Linked DNA regions of Mus musculus: region 1 is linked to region 2. A link is a contact called in public HiChIP or PLAC-seq data. All regions are on one chromosome and are shown on one strand. The core of a region is the stretch at or near the end of the contact, and the rest is flanking DNA. Distances in the headings are between cores, read along the strand shown.

Region 1 (2,915 bases), core at 25-2,524, 570 kb after region 2:
CCCATTACAGATGATTGTGAGCCAACATGTTGTTGCTGGGAATTGAACTCAGGACCTCTGGAAGAACAGTCAGTGCTCTTAAACGCTGAGTCATCTCTCCACCCCCTTCCTATTTTTTTTTTTTTCTTCTGGCAGTTTTTTTTTTTTTTTAAGAGAGAGAGAGAGACTAAGAGATAGACTGATTTGCTGATAGGCAGAGAAAGGAGAAAGGAGAGAGAGAGAGAGAGAGAGAGAGAGAGAGAGAGAGAGAGAGAGAGAGAGAGAGAGAGACATGACTAGATAATAAGGTGGTGAAATTCCAAGATGGCTGATTTCTTCCTTATACTCCTGACCTGAGAGAAAAGCCTAGGAGCTTAAAAGAAAGATTTTTTTTTTTTTTAAATCTCACCACCAGGGAACTCAGCCTATGGACAAGTTCAAGGCCACGCCAGGACCTGTTTACCCCAAAGATACTGACCTATTTGCCTCCTTGCCTTTGTTCAAACTAAGGAACTCTAAACTTGGGGAAGAAAGACTCCTCTCACAGACCCTTAACGCTTCAGTCCTGGAGGAGATCTGAGTTTAGCTTTCCCCGTTGCCTCTGCAAAGCAGGGCATCTCTTTCTTCATGTGCCTGCCTTCTGTGTGTTTCCTCACCCCATAAAAGCCTTTCTTTGACCGCTGATTCTGTCTGCTCCTGTTCTATGTTCAGGATTTCTCCACTGCATCCTGCCTCACTCCAGATATTTCTTGTTTTCTCCTTCTTCATCTGGCAGAGAAAACAAACCCCGTGAAGACCCCTGGATGCTAACACCTTCTTATCTTTTCCTTCAAGAAGAATGATGGCTGAAAGTCAGCAGAGACTTAATGCCGAACATCACCTTTCAGACAAGAAACCTGGGCTCTCAGGCTTGACGCTGGTCTTCTGTGGCTTAGCTCTGTTGTGCATTTTCTTTCAATTTCTGTCCCTTCAGGCTCTGGTTGTTTCCTCCAGTCCCCCACCCCACTCCACCCTCTGTATTCCTTAAAACTTTAAATTATTTAAAATATGAGGCCCTTTCTTTGTTCCCTGGTAGGCAGCAGCCTGGGGGCCTGCCCAGTGTCTGTAGCACTCCACCAAAGGAAAGGTAGGAGGGACCCTCTGGTGGTGTCTGGGGCCACCTTGGGCTGCCACCCAAGGCTGTTTCCCACTAAATAGGAGCTGTAAAACCTGTGGCTTATATAAACCAGCTAGCATTCCCCAGCTAATCTACAATCTGGGCTTTGATGATCACAAGAAAGCAAAGGTCACGACCCAGAGATCAAAGCGACAGAAGCCCACACAGTAATTGCCGGTTACCCTCCATACAGGCCCTTGGACTGTCCTGTGGGTGTATTGTTTGCACAGAGACTTCAAACATGCTGTCAGTGAACTGAGAGCAAAATCAGCTGGCCTTTGCCAGTTGTCAGGCCAATTCATTAATGCTGGAGGTGCGCTCACCTCAGCTCATTAGAGCGAGGTCATCACCATCATTGTTGTCTCTCAGAGCATCTGGAGCCGTCCCACTCAGTCCTTTGTTCATGCTGCCTTGGTCCTCATTGGTGTTTTCTGACTGCCTCTTTCTGGAGGTGGGAGGGGGTGGTCATGCAAGGCATTCAGGTGAGTCTGGTGTATCAAGAAGGGACTGTATGCATCTATTTATTGTCAATCAACTTTGAGCACAGAGACCCCAAACAAATTAGTGTTTGAAGGAGGCGAAGGCCCATTCTCATGACTCAGATAGAGAAAGTAAGGCTCAGGAAGGTAAGCTCAAAACCTTATAGCCCAAGCTATCTGCTCTGCCCTGAAAGCTCCCTCCACCAACTTTTCATGGTGACAACCTCTTTTCCTTGGCACCCTGCCCCCAATCTCTAAGAGCTTTGGTCTCTCAAAGAAGCTGTGTCTAAGCCCTTGCTGTTTTCTCTCATTAGTCAAACACCTTTAGCAGTTGATCCATGCTCTCAAGCAGCGTGAGATGGCCAGTAGTATTAAACAGAGTTGATGTAATCCAGTTGACAGGCAGGAATCACATTGTCTTGTTGGCATCCTTGCCCTGTTCTGTTAGGTTGGGAATGGGAGGGCAGGGGGCGGGGGGGGGGGGTGGCGACTGAAACCATCCGAAGGCTCATCCATAGCTGCTTTCAAGGCACCAGGCAGAGGATCAGTAACTTGTACTTTGTCTCTGCACTCTCCGTGTATGGGAGTGAGAAGATGTTGGGAAACAAAGGGAGGAAGCATTGCTTGCCATAAGTGGAATGGATAAGCCATCCAGTACTCTGGAGCCTGGCTCTCCCAAGGACTCATGAGAGGCTTGCACTATTTCCAGGAACGAAGTATGGCTGCCAACTCCACCAGCAGATCTGAGGGGTCTATGGCATGAGTCTGTGGTTTATACTCTGACTGGGGAACAGGCCATCTTTCTGGGGGGAACGTGGTAGGCAGGGCGAGAGAAGGTTTGCCTTTCTTTTTGACATCTAGGCAAAAAGTACTAAGGCTGTTGATATTAGAATAAAACAAATAGATTCTTCCATAGTAACAAAAGGATTGAAATTGTTCCTCCCTCCTTCCAGATTTAGCTTTGTCCTTAAAGGGTCCTTTAAGGAAAATCTACCATTTTACATGGAGAGAGGGAACCTCTGGGTGGTGGCCTCTCAGTTTCAGGAAATTTGGAGACAAGTGGGGATATAAGCACCTTTGCAGAGCTGCCAGTTCTCCTGATAACCTCCTTTTCCATATCACAGCAAGCAGGGCCTCTAAGTCCCACCACCTCTAGCCCTGGGGGCTTCCCTCCAGCCACCTTGAGAAGGTCAGGGAAATTGGAGTTGCCCTCTGTAGCTAGGGACATGAGACTTAACTGGACTGATCTCCTCTCATTAAGCAGTGCCCTGGCTTAACAAGCGGTTTTATAAATCTGAAGC
Region 2 (2,707 bases), core at 61-2,560:
TGAACATACATGAATGCATACACATGCACACACACATGCACACACATGCACACACGAACATACATGAATACATACACATACACACACACACACGAATACACATGAACACACACACATACCAACATATACATACACACACATACACACACACATGAACACACACACACGCACACACACACACACACACACACACACACACACACACACACACGGACATACACACTATTTTCTTCTCAGAGACACAGTCTTGTTATGTAGCCCCGTCGGGCCTCCAGTTTGAGATACCGCCTCAGCCCCTCAAGTGCTGTCATTACAGGCCTGTGGTTTCCCATCCACCACACCTTCATTTCTGAAGGCTCCCCTACCATGGAAAACTTGGATTAAATGTGTTTTTCTCTTGCTAACGTGACTTTGCTCTAGGCCTATCTATCAGCCACGACCCCAATGATAGGTAAGGACTGGCACCATCCTTAGGGTGGAGGTGGGAAGGCAAGAGCAGGCAAGAAGAAGGTTCCAGAGGGAAATCTGGAATGTGGGAGCTGCTGGTCTTGGGTTGGATTTCCCAGTCAGGAGGTGACAATGGTCACTTCTTCCTTCTGGAGGGTGAGGGTGAGGTGGGAGGGGTGTGTGTGTGTGTGTGTGTATACACGTATGTGTGTTTAGGCTCGTGTGTGTGCTGCCGACAGGATTAATAGCTTTGATTCTTACACATGTCTCTTCCCTTGGAGGAGAATAAGAACAAAAGGATCCTGAGAGTAGGAGACATTATCAATATTCCTGCCCTAACTTTCATTACTGTCAGCTACTGCGGTGGTGGTGGGCCTGAAGAGAGTAGGGGCTGTATGACCAGCTGACACTTTAAGGGGAAAATTCAACCTTTCCTTGTAGCCTTCTCTCTAACAAATGGAAACTCCATCCCACCAGGAGACCCATTCCCCACTGCTAGCAAGCTCATACTTTTTAGACTGTACTGGGGACTTTGAGTGAAGAGGCCCCTCCTTCCAGCAGTTGAGGACGGTTATGTAACCTAGATTGTGAAATTCTGGGAAGGCCCAGTTCTGAGTCGGGAACTAGCAGCAACTCTGCTGACACGTCCACGATGGGGACCCCCTTCACCCTTCACTTCAAGTCTGAGTCTGATGAATGCAATAAAGCTCTGGGCATTGGATTCTGGAAGGGGCACCTTTTGGGGAGCGGGGGCCGTAGAGGAACCGGACAGGAACTGGGCAGGAGAGAGGAGTAGTCGCGTGGGGTTCCCACGCTGGGTGCAGCGCCGCGGGCCACCCGCTGCGAGCTGCCCGGAGGTGCAGGTTCACGTGCACCGGGTTGAGCCAGCCAGCGGCGGCAGCGCTGCTGCGCACAGTTCTTGGTGGCCGACCGGAGTCTAGGGCTTCCGTTGGTCAGCTGACCTCCCAGTGCGGAACTGCGCCGCCCGCCACCCTGCTCAGTGCCGCCCGCCTGCTGGGTTCCTGCCACAATGGCTGGGCTCATGGTCAGTGGAACTCAAGTAAGTCGGTCCAAGTGAGCCCCATCTAGTCCCGGGATCCAGTTGGGGATGGGAGGGACAGAGGGGCACGGGTCTCCAAGGCTTTTAACCTGAGTGCCTTTTCCCTGGGAGGAGGTCGCATGTGCAGGTGATGTGTGCCAAGTACCCACACTTTCTCCAAGTTGAAGAAGGGTCAGACTCTTCTTTTGATCCTGCCACACTTTGTAGTGGTGTGATAAGCAGTTGAGATCCCCCAACTCCCTCTGTCCTTAGAGTCACACTGATCAACACTTAGGGACTAACTTCTCCATGCGACCCAGTGCTGGTGGCTCATATTTTTCACCAAAAGTGGTTCAGTTTCTTCTTTCACAATGCGGGTTTTAGAAGAACTTTTAGGGTGCAAGAAAAATGTTTTAATACGCAACCGTTTACCTATTGATACCAGGGCAACTGTACAAATGATCTGATACATTTACATGGGAGAAAGGGGGGAGGGGGCATGGCAGCAAAGCGCACAGAGTCATCAGAGCCACAACGAAAACCACAGAGTGTCGCCTGGCCGGGGGCTGGAGGAGCTCTGTTTTCACAATGAGGTTCCTTTTCAAGGCTGGTGGAGGCCCAGGGTGTGCTACATTTTTACTCTGGTTCTTGAAGAGGTGTCACTAAGGCATGGCAAGACTGGATGGTAGACACCCCGCAGTGCCCGTTTTCAGCTCTTTGGTAAGGTCTCTGGTAAACTCCCCTAGGCTGAGCAGGGACCCTGTATGTGCTGAAAAAAAAAGTAGTTTCTCTTTTGCTTTGCCTCCCATGAAGCCAGCACTCACTATGCAAAGTTCTCCACCCTAGGGAGACAGGGTGAAAGTTCTCCCTTTAGGCTCAGAGCATCAGGGATAAGGGAATTGTTCTTCCTCAGAGGCCTCAGAGTTTTACAAAGGGGAAACACAAATACCTGCTGGGTGCACCCTACCAAACTACTCCATTTTTTTTTTTTTTTTTTAAAAAAACAGAGTCTGGTAGTTTATTCCTCAACTGAATACATTTATTGAGTGACTTCTATGCACCAGGCACCCTGCAGGTATTGATGGAAATAAGCTGAATTGCCATCTCTCTGCTGCCCCTATTGGCCTAATCTCCTAGGATCCCTGGCTCTGCCTGGAGTCTCAGACAGGCACAAGTCCAGAGCTCAGCAGTGAGCCTGCCAGGCTGCTGTCAGCCTCCACT

The links. HiChIP or PLAC-seq counts read pairs in DNA pulled down with a chosen protein or histone mark.
Region 1: a contact with region 2 is called in an H3K4me3 HiChIP or PLAC-seq map of embryonic basal ganglia, with 6 times the contacts expected there. The contact joins the enhancer-like site here to the promoter of Lrmda in region 2. A contact is called at or near these places in 4 of 39 promoter capture datasets (cranial neural crest, embryonic stem cells, second pharyngeal arch cranial neural crest and 1 more), 1 of 484 Hi-C or Micro-C datasets (bone marrow-derived macrophages), 18 of 115 datasets of contacts at active chromatin or transcription factors (the SCID.adh cell line, acute myeloid leukemia, bone marrow-derived macrophages and 14 more) and 4 of 9 other capture datasets (adipose tissue, embryonic tail, liver and 1 more).

The regions. Positions count from the first base shown.
Region 1 is chr14:22,588,482-22,591,396 of GRCm38.p6, forward strand. The region is part of intron 4 of Lrmda (leucine rich melanocyte differentiation associated); the gene reads left to right. Among named protein-coding and RNA genes, the nearest start is that of 4930405A10Rik, 47 kb to the left of the region's middle. Within about 2 kb of position 1,275, at least 25 of the 459 cell types and tissues checked have an H3K27ac peak or open chromatin away from gene starts, as enhancers often do. A contact at or near this core is called in the SCID.adh cell line and embryonic tail, where this site is marked.
Region 2 is chr14:22,018,402-22,021,108 of GRCm38.p6, forward strand. It overlaps Lrmda (leucine rich melanocyte differentiation associated), which reads left to right and starts at 1,311. Exons shown (of 7, transcript NM_028275.1): 1 at 1,311-1,507. The coding sequence starts at 1,478. It overlaps Gm41106 (a long non-coding RNA gene), which reads left to right. Exons shown (of 2, transcript XR_874397.2): 2 at 1-404.